Linked DNA regions of Triticum aestivum: region 1 is linked to region 2. A link is a contact called in public Hi-C data. All regions are on one chromosome and are shown on one strand. The core of a region is the stretch at or near the end of the contact, and the rest is flanking DNA. Distances in the headings are between cores, read along the strand shown.

The links. A called contact is a pair of places that touch in the nucleus more often than the background predicts.
Region 1: a Hi-C map of leaf shows a contact between it and region 2, with 2.5 times the contacts expected there. The contact joins two enhancer-like sites. A contact is called at or near these places in 3 of 5 Hi-C or Micro-C datasets (leaf and root).

Annotation. Positions count from the first base shown.
Region 1 is chr7B:338,079,012-338,084,224 of IWGSC CS RefSeq v2.1, forward strand. It overlaps the pseudogene LOC123157949. Among protein-coding and RNA genes, the nearest start is that of LOC123155855, 30 kb to the right of the region's middle. Within about 2 kb of position 3,225, at least 4 of the 8 cell types and tissues checked have an H3K27ac peak or open chromatin away from gene starts, as enhancers often do. A contact at or near this core is called in leaf, where this site is marked.
Region 2 is chr7B:338,017,009-338,022,284 of IWGSC CS RefSeq v2.1, forward strand. It overlaps the pseudogene LOC123157949. Among protein-coding and RNA genes, the nearest start is that of LOC123155855, 92 kb to the right of the region's middle. Within about 2 kb of position 3,808, at least 7 of the 8 cell types and tissues checked have an H3K27ac peak or open chromatin away from gene starts, as enhancers often do. A contact at or near this core is called in leaf, where this site is marked.

The DNA of each region.
Region 1 (5,213 bases), core at 1,975-4,474, 61 kb after region 2:
TCTTGAAGAACACTGGCCGACGGAGATACGGGGGGAGAACTGGGACATGCAAATCCTTTGCAATGGAGATTGATGCTTATCTAATTCAAGTTGAATAGGCACAATGTCAAAGGGCAATTCAGAAGATTCCACATGAGGGGTGGTGTGGAGAGGAGAATTTGAATGTTCTTGAGCCTAATAGTCACCATGAATTCTTGATTTTGGGGCATCTCTAATATCCACATGCTCGCTTTCTTTACCTGCAACTTCTTCAGTTTCTGTAGGGTGAGGCAATGATACCATAAGAGTAGTGTCATCAAAGGCGACAATTTCTTCATCCATCTTTTAATAGGCGGAATCTTCGGGTTTTCTTCATGTTTTGTGCCAAACGATCGACACAAGAGGTGGCATTGAGGCCAATGGCGGAAAAAAATTGGCTCATTTATAGTGACACTGTCACTTTGCTTCTTTTTTGTTGGCTTCTCAACGGGTTCTGAAGCCTTCTCTTTTTAGCTTCACTCTCTGGAGCCTTACTTTTCTTCGATAAGGAGGCAGAGGGAAGTGTTGACTTCTTCAGAGGAGGCGGAGTGGAAAGCTTCGCGGATGAAGAACTTGCCTTCTCAACAGCTGGGGCAAGGGGCACATTCTTTGTGTTTGGAAACATAGTAGAAAACAAAATGCGCCTACTAATCATCCCATCGTCACTATGAAGATGCAATTACGATTGGATCTACACTAGATTGCTTACCAATGTAAATGTGTTAGAGAGGTGACTTTGTGAGGCATCTTGATACATATTCCCACAACTAGGTTATACCTCACATCAGTGAGAATTAGTCCCTCAAATTGATCTGTAGGTCAAGCACCGAATGTATAATGCCTCTATAGAGAGCACCAGACCAGCAGGTAGCTATGCTGGAGAACTAGGGTGGAGGTCGAGCAGCCTTTCGACAGAGGAAAAATTTCCAAGAAGAGAACGAGGAAGAGAGAGGGGGCAAACCTTGCGCAATCATGTGTTTCTAGGGAGCACCCCTGGCCTCTCCTTATATAGGTGGCTAAAGGGTGCATGGTTTTACCATCCTAGGGTCGAAGGAACAGTCGGGGGTATTATGCATGTATCTTATTTTGGCTCGGCCCACATAGTACACATATAACAAGGATTTCATATCTGAAGCAAAGTTTGTGTTTCTATACTACTCCCTCCGTCCCAAAACTCTTGTCTTAGATTTGTTTAAATACAGATGTATCAAGTCACGTTTTAGTATTAGATACATCTGTATCTAAACGAATCTAAGACAAGAATTTTGGGACGGAGGGACTATTAAGTATCAGAAATGCCATTGGTGAATCTGGACCCTTTGAAAATGCTTTAGCCCTGCTTTAGTTCCCATCATATCCACTACTCTCTTGTTCTTATGGGGCATCTCGTTTTCTGGCTATCCCTCAAGGGATAAGGATAACCAGATGGCCCAAGGTAACATAATTTAGTAAATATTCATTCAAAAACTTAGTTGCCATTAGCCGCGATGGCGGGCGAGGGAAGCCTTGACCTGATGGGCAGCTTCTTCTTCCTCGTCACCGACTCTGTACATGGTGTTCTCCTTCCTCCGTTCCTTGCGGCGGTTAAGATTTTGGCTTGCGTTTCCTGGCCGATGTGTTGGAACCGGTTCCTAGATCGCGTCCGTTGGGTGGCACACATGTGATACTCACCTACAATGGTGGTGGCGTATGCACGCAATCTTCCTTTAGGGACAACAGTACAGAAGAAGAAAGAGTGCATGACGGAGGAGCGGCCGGCGTTGAAGACGATAGCCCATTGACACAAGGACCTAGAAGGGCTTCAATGTAATTTTATGTCTTACGCTGTGGTTTGTGCAAATGTTGGGGGCAGCTGTGCTGGATGTTTCCAGATGTAATTTGAGGACTCTGGTTGTTTGAATGATGCGCGTGGTGAGGGCTACTCTAGTGCAGGACCCCAAATCGTTTGGGTCTGTCCATTTGGGGGTAAGCGGACATACAAGACGGCCCAACACGCGCCCCTATCCGTAAAATCCGTCCGTTTATGGTCCGGCTCGCCCCATCTTGGCGCAAAGTCGGTTTGGCTTTGCGTCTGAAACTAACACAAGCGGACGTTTTCTGCGCCCGTGCGTCCACGCTGGTCCGGGGCTGACCCACATATCACCCACCTCCCACTCTCTCTCTCTCTCTCTCTCACCAACCCACCCACGGTGCTGTAGTCGTTGGCGATGCCGGCCTCTCCCTGCTCGCACACCTCGCAGGAGCAGCAGCAGTTGCAGTCCCCGCTGGCGCTCGTCCCCGGCAGTCCTGGCGAGCGCAGCGGCGGACGAGCAGACGAGCTGGCTACGACGAGCGTGGGCAGGCGGGCGCGGCGCGGGCAGACGTGGGCCCGCGCGGCAGGCCGCTGCGGAGAAGGCGCAGGAAGGACATGAGCGAGGCACGCGCCGGCGGCACGAGCTCGCGACGAGGCGGGGAGGGCGCAGGCGGGCGGGCGCGAGCAGGCGAGGCGGAGCGCAAGCGCGGCAGGCCAGCACACGCTACCGCTGCGAGATGTAGCTGGTGCCGCTGCACGGGTTGCGCGAGGGCACCCGGGGCGTTAGCGGTGATGGCACAGGCGTCGGCAGAAAAGTTGGAATGGAGCGGCCGGTTGGGTGCGCAGAGCGGCGGACGTCTAAAACCGGACAAGATTATACTCGTTGCGTTCCTAAATATAAATCTTTCTAGAGATTCCACTATAAACTATATACGGATGTATATAGATGCATTTTAAGTGTGGATTCATTCATTTTGCTCTGTATGTAGTCCAACAGTGAAATCTTTATAAAGACTTACATTTAGAAATGGAGGGAGTACATTTTTCTGCATCAAACGGACAAACTTGACAAAATCCAAATAGAACAGACATCCGTTTTGAGAGTTGCGCTGAGAGAAAGAGTCGGGTGGGGGTGATGTCGGGTGGGAGGATGTCCACGTCGATGGCTCTGCCTGAATCGCCGGTCATCTGCTCTTTTCTAGCCCTAGGTTATCTATCCCTTTCCCAGGACGGCTTCATTAAACAACGAACGATTACTGGTAATCGACGTCGCAATCAGAGCATAAAGAAACAAGGCACGTTGGGTCCGAGTTTCTTCCAACAAACTCATCTTTCCCGTTACGATTTATCACGATATAAGCACGCGGAATCCATGATTTCGCAGCTCATGGCGAGATGACACGAGATGGAGGTGCCTTCACATCAACTCGATCGCTGTCTTGATTTCTCTTTCTCTCTCTAAACTTCTCTCTCTGGGTAGCACGGGGCAGCGATTTTCTGAAATGTGAATAATGGTTTTAGTATTGGGAATATGTTGCTGGCTGAAAGGGACTGGTGGATGGACGCGTCTTTCTCTCGCTTCGACCTTTTCTCGTGGATTCCTACCCTTCCCACCGTGAACATGCAAAATCTGGTCTAGGTATTTCTTTATCTATGCTTATTTAATCTTTTCATTTTGACTGCTGAAAAAACTTAAAGAGAAAAAAATCGTCGACGACTACGGCGATAGATACAGTTCAAGGTAAGTGACGATTCCCCCAAAAGAAAAAAGGTACTCCCTCTGTAAATTAATTTTTTTTCTCAAATATGCACGAGTGTGCATATTATATATTATAGAAGAAAGGCAAAGAGTGCCTCCATCATAGTTCCAAGGTTCATATTACAACACTCCTAATCCTCACTACTAGCCCACCGTTCAAGCCGAAGGAAGAAGGGGTCCATGTCTCTCTTAAACTTGCCGGCAATAGACCACATTCTTCCTTCCGACCTTACTCTACCTAGTAAAACACCTAACGAAGGTGATGCCCCATCAAACATAATAGCATTGCGATGCTTCCACAACTCCCACAAAGTCAGCAAGAAAACCGTATGAAGATCCTTCTTGTGCCAGCCGTTAGTCCCATGCTTCTCCGCAAGCCAGATGGCTAAGGAATCGTGTGCAGTCGGAGTCCAGTCCAGCATGCCCAGCGCCTCACATACTGCAGCCCACGCTGACCTGGCAAAGACGCACGTCAGTAGCACATGATCAATCGTTTCGTCCTCCTGGTCGCATAAGGGGCATGCATCCTGGTGTGGGAGGCCTCTCCTCGCCAGTCTGTCAGAGGTCCAACACCTGTTTCTTAAGGCAAGCCAAGCAAAAAACTTGCAGGTAGCTGGGGCGTGAGACTTCCAGGTCAGCTCTGCCATAGGCTCAACCGTCCGTCCCCAAAATTTTGCCGCGTAAGCCGAGCGCACCGAGAAACGGCCGTTGGTCTCCCATGACCAACCGACCAAGTCCGGCCCATCCGCCTGCTGCTCCCACGTGCTTACTTTGATCCAAAGCTGTAAGTACTCCTGCAATGCTCCCTCACCAATATTCGGGCCAACATCCGATGCCCAAGACCCATTTTGCACAGCCTGGGCGACTGATCTCGTCAATCTGGTCCGCCTTGGGATCATACCATATATTGTTGGAGCAATCTCTTGTATCCGCATACCATCTAGCCAACGATCCTCCCAAAAAAGTGTATGGAGACCACAGTTTGCTTCACTCCTCATAGCCGCCTGGACAAGTAACTTAGCTTCTTTGGGGATCTTGATCTTGAACTCGCTCCAAGGTCTACTCGTGTCCACTCTTGTGAGCCATGCCCACCTGGCTTGCATGGCCACATTCAGCCATCTAAGGTTAGGTATCCCTAAGCCACCAGCCCACTTCGGCGCACACACCGAATCCCAAGCAACCGCACAGTTCCCTCCGTTAGCTTCCGCTCTTCTGCACCATAGGAAGCCTCTACACACTTTGTTCATTGCCGCAATCGTCTTCTTTGGTAAGTCGAGCGCCATCATGGCGTGGATGGGCATGGCACAGAGCACAGACTTCACCAATGTAAGCCGCCCACTCTTCGGCATTAGAGCCGCTTTCCACTTAGGCAGACAATTTGCCATCTGATCAACTAGAAACTGCATTTGTGCCGCGGACTGCTTCCTCAAGGTCAGCGGCAGCCCAAGGTACTTAATTGGAAAAGCCCCTCTCGGGCATCCCAGCCGATGACACACCGTACCTGCCTCCTGATCATTGCATCTTATCGGTAGGGCCACCGATTTGCCCATGTTTATCCTCAAGCCCGAAGCCTCTCCAAACATTTCCAGAATGTTCTTGCATATGTTTAGCTCCGTGGACTTGGGCTTGATGAACACCACCACA
Region 2 (5,276 bases), core at 2,558-5,057:
TCTTCCAACTGGGAGGCTTGGTTTGCCCTCGAACACGAGGAGCAACGGCGTGTAGGCGTCAACGCCGTCCCGCCGCCGTTTCCACCGCCGCCCCCGCGGGTAGAGCCAAAGGAGATGGAGGCAGAGGCGGAGTACCAAGCCGCCCTCGAGGAGGCCCTACAGCACGCGCTGGAGGTTAGCTGTCTCAAGGAGGACGCGCACTGGGATGGGCTGGAGCAAGCCCTTGCTTGTCGGCTGCGGGGGACTCCGTCCACACCCCGCTCTTCGTCCCGCCTCCGCCACCGCCCGTCGAGCCCAAGTCGGAGCCAGAGCCGACGCGGAAGCGCTCCCCGCCTCCACCCAATTGGCCGGAGGAGGCCTACACGTGCACGGGCCAGTACGGCGAGTGGGTGAGCGCGTGTCCTATCCACTTTGCCGCGACGCCGGTGCAGGAGGCGGCCCACCTTGAGCGCTGGAAGGCGCACTGGCTCCACCAGGAGCAGGCCGACGGCGAGCGGCAGATGCGCTACGAGGCAATGATGCAATGCGACATGGAGGCACTCCGGCTTGAGGAGAAGGAGGAGGAGGAACACGAACGGCGAGCCACAATGTCGCCGCCCCAGCAGACGCACGAGGAGGCTGCCTTGGCAGCATACCAGGCAGCGTTCGGATGGGCTGGACCTGCTCCCGTCTTCATTGACCTCACCGGCGGCGATGGCGATGGAGACATCGACGTCAAGGGCAAGGCAACGCCGACAACGTCTAGGGCAGCGTGTGGGGCGGCGTAGACTTTTTTAATGTTTTAATTAATGTTTAATTAGGTTTAAGTGGACTTTGGCCGGCAGTTGACCGGCCACTAATGTTTAATTATGTTTATTTTCTGCGAGCTGTTTTTCTTTCACGCCGGCACATTTGGGTCTGCCTTCCGTTGGGCAATCAAGCCGACCCATTTAAGAATGCGGACGTGCACGTCCGTCTGGCCGTCTCAAACAAATGAAAAGCGGACAAAGCGCGCGTCCGTTTGGGTCGCGCCGTTGGAGTTTCTCTAATTGCATCGAAATAGGCATGACACTTCCACCGCGGGAGGTCCAACCATGCAGATGTAAAGAGTTAGGCACAAACCTACCTGGTGTACCCATAGCTTAGAGAATCTCTAGCCGTTCGGCCCCCCAGGGCGTCGAAAAAGAGCGGCCTGGGGGCGAACCGGCGCTAGATTGGCCCCTGGAGTTCGGTTCGCCCCAGCCACGCCCCCAGGTGCCGCCCCCAAGGTGCCAGACACGCGCCCCATGTTCAAACTTGATCATTCCCGCTCCAAAAAAAGCCACAATCCGGCGATCATCGCAATAGTTTGGCGATTCAGTGCCACAGTTCGACGATCAAATGAAAGGATAGGCAGTAGTTCGACGCACAAAAAAAGGAAGGACGCGAAAGGAATGCATCAAACGTCGAGCTCGACCTCCAGCGTCATCGTCGGCGTGCGCGGGCTGGGAGGAGTCGGCGTTGCTTCTGGACTGGTTGGCGCGGCTTCTGTGCTGCTGGGTGTTGCGGAGACATCATTAGTCGGGCTGGGCGTCGGTGTTGGCATCGGCGTTGGCGTCACCGGTATCTGGTTCAGGATGAGGCCTTGCTCCGCCAAGAACCATGCCTTGAGCTTCTTGTCGCCGCTCTGGAGCATGTAAGCGCCGCCCATCAACAAAGCCAGGTCGTTGTTCCTATTCTTCGTGGTGACGTTGGACCGGAGCAAGTCGAGTTTGACGGCAATGTTCGTCATCAAAGCAGCCCACCTCGCCTCAGTTTTCTCTTTTCGTTGGGCGGCCCTAGTCTTGGCGTTGTCGAGCCAGTGCTCGATGGACTCTTGCATGCGTGCGGCAGCCGGCTCGGCGTGTTTCGCCTTCTCGGCCCCTTTGTTGCCGTCCGTACGCCCGTCTGCCGCTCCCGGTGTCGGCGTGTCTGGCTTGTACGTCTCCTTGGCCTTAGCGAGGGTGCGTCGGATATCCGCCCACTTCTCGCACTTGTGGATCTGTTTGAAGACGTGGAGGTACTTGAACTCCTGGTCGGTGTTGTTATCGCGGTACATGGCGAACATGCGCAGCAGCTGCGCCGAAGAGCAGGCCTCAGTCCGCACGGAGCGCAAATGGGCGCGCACGGTAAGAGGAACAGGGAGAGGGTGGCATGCTGTACCTGATCCTCGACGCTGATCCCCGTCTGCCGCGACCTCCTCGACGATCCCATGTCATTTGTTGCACGCCGTTTGGATGAGCCCCCAATGGTTCGCCATCGCCTTCGACCCCCGCTGCATGTGAACGCCTTTGAAGTAGGGGTCGACGAGCTTGCACTCATCGAACTCGGCCTTGATGCGGTACCAATACGTGTCGAAGCTCTGGTTTGTGCCGGTGGTCGGGTCGAGGCAGACGACCTTCCACGCTTTGGCGAGGCACTCATCTTCCTTGGTCGCCCACTTGATGCGCGGCTCGCCAGTCTTGGCCGACACTTTCTTCTTCTTCTTCTTCTTCTTCTTCTTCTTGCCTTTCCTCGTCAGCGTCGGGCTCCTCCTCTTCCTCTCCTCCTCCCTCCTCCTCTGGCTCTTCCTCGCCGTAGTCGAGCTCGACATCCATGTCACCGAGATCAATCGAGTCGTCTTGGGTAGTGAACCCGAGGGTAGCGGTGGCGGCAGCCGAGCCGGCTGCGATGATGTCTTCCATGTCGGGCTACGTCGCATCGGCGTCGCCAAGATGCGATGAGGAGGAGGCTTGCGAGTAGAGGTCGCGGCGGAGAGGTGGCGTCGGTGAAGCTGCGTAGTCCGGCGGCGAGTACATGTACAGAGGGTACTGCACACCAGCGAACGCGGGCGAGGGCGTACGCTGGACCGGACGCCCATGGGGAAAGGTGATGTTGGGGTTGAAACCACCGTGGACGTCGCCATCGGCATAGCCCGGCGACGGCGTGCTCCATGGGTGTGGCGAGGACGAGAGCCCGGACGGAGAGCCGACGCTTTGTTGGCACTAGGACCCATGCAGGCCGTGCCCACCGAACTGATTCATCATCGTCGCGCGAGCCGCCTCGGCTTGTTCGGCCGCCGCGTGCTCCACCTGCTCCATCGCAGCCGCCGCTCTCTCCCTGGCCTTCTTGGCCCTATTGCGCCTATCGGCGGTGACGGTCTCCCAGCGCTGCACATCCGCCTTCCAGTCGGCGTTGGTCATGCCCGGAGGCTTGGACGGCGGCGCCCTCTGCTTCCTTTGCTTCGGCTGGGCGACGACGACGGCTGTGGAATCCGTCGTGACGCGGGGCATCATGTACTTTTTTGGCGGCATGGCGGGTGGCTTGGAAGGGAAGAGGCGGAGTTTGGCGGGAGGAATGAAGAATGAGAAGGAAGTCGAGGGGGGAAGCGGGAGGAAACGACGGGAAAAGGGCCTCCTCTCGCCGACAGAGCGGCCCCACGTCACTTTTCGCTTCTGCCGGCGCCACCAGACGACACCCGCGTCGTTTGGGTTCGGGGCGGGATCGCCGGGTCTGAATTTGGCCCAAACCGCCGCTAAACGAGGTCCTAAGAGCGTGACAGTCACCGACACTAAAAAATCGCCTGGAGGGCCTGTTGGGGACGCGGTTGGAGATGTTGTTAGCAGCGTGCCGCGTACGGGGGCACGGACCTGCTGCGGGAGCAGTGAACCGAATCACCTGTGACGCTGCGCTCCATCCCCATCCCTTTCTCTCTCCTGCTTTTTCTTCCCACCCATCTCTTTCCATCGATCGCTGTCACACTCTCTCTCTCTTGCACAGAGCAGAGGCAGCATGAGGAGAGAGACACGACGTGACAGGGCCAGACCTACGCACCCGCGGGGACTGCCCCTGGGCCAACGAACTGCAAGGAGCACAGGGGCAGAACCGTCCGCTCGCCCTGGGTGGGGCCGAGGACGACGACGTCCTTTGCGTGGGGACCAACCACCACTCGCCCGGCCCGTCTCGTGCCCAGCGCCGCAGTCTCTCGCGATTTATCTCGTGTGGACTGTTTCGTGTCGGCAAGGCCAGAGGGCGTGGAGACTGGGAAGCGTGTCGTGGAGAGGGAGGCGCGATATGTCGGGGAGTGAGTTGCTGCGTGGGGTGTTGCGAAAGGAGGGGTCTTTTAAAAGCCTAGAGCTGTACGCTTCTTTGCTGTCGCTGCAGGGAGAGGGAAGCTGTGGTTGAGAGAGCATGGTATGGTATCCAGCTGCTAGTATAGGTTTTTTTTTTTGAGAATTGCTGCTAGTATAGGTACATGGTGTCGAAAGTTTCTGGCCTCCGTTGGCATCATCTGGACACCTCTCCCTCTCTAGCCGTTGGAGTGGCCGGCCCAGCCCACACATCATGTTGTATACAGTTTTGTTTTCTTTTGTCGGAAGCATTTTTAGTACTAGTATAAAAGCTTTGTGTATATTTATTCCCTTTTCCAAAATAAGCTGCCTTCAATGCTTTGTTGTTCTTTAACCATATTTTACTCCTTTAGTTCAGAGTTAAAAGCATTGGGGTCCTGAATTTGTCCGAGATGTAATGATTTGGTCCTACAACTTGCAAAATGACTCTACCCAGTCCCAGAACTTGCACCCAATGTGCAACTTTGGTCCTGGACCAATCATAGAGCGACAACTGGACTCGTCGGGCCCGAGCTCGTCAGCACACACGTTTTTGCAAATACCCCCTGCCTTCTCCTTCCCCGTGCTGCACGTCTCGGCTGAAACTGAATCGGGTTCGACGGCGCCGGTTCCGGTGTCTTCTCCTACGACGCCGACGAGGGCGGCCCCGGCATGCACAACACCGGCCGCCTATTCACCCTGCCGCCCATCCCCAGGCTCGGCGCCGGCGGCGGTGGCGGTGGCTTCGCCTCCTCCACTAGCCTCTCCCTCGGCCTGGTATGCTATATTCTACACTACCACCCGACCGTTCATGCGTGTTTGCTAGCCTTAATTAATTGGCCAGTTTCTCTTCTTTGCCGTGTTTAATTGCCTTGGATTTTAATCGGTTTAATTGGCAGACGAACATGGAGGGCGGAGGTCAGCTGGGCGGCGCTTTCATGGGGAGCACGGAGAGCGGCGGCGACGGCGACTCGCTGGGCCGCGCGCGGGAGGACGAGAACGACAGCCACTCCAGCAGCGACAACCTGGACGGCGCCTCCGCCGATGAGCTCGACCCGGACAACAGCAACCCGCGCAAGAAGAAGAAGCGCTACCACCGCTAGACGCCGCAGCAAATCCAAGAGCTCAGGGCGTAAGCAATTGTTACAATTCTCTCAGGTTCTTGGTCTACTTTCTATCTAGCCCTAAATT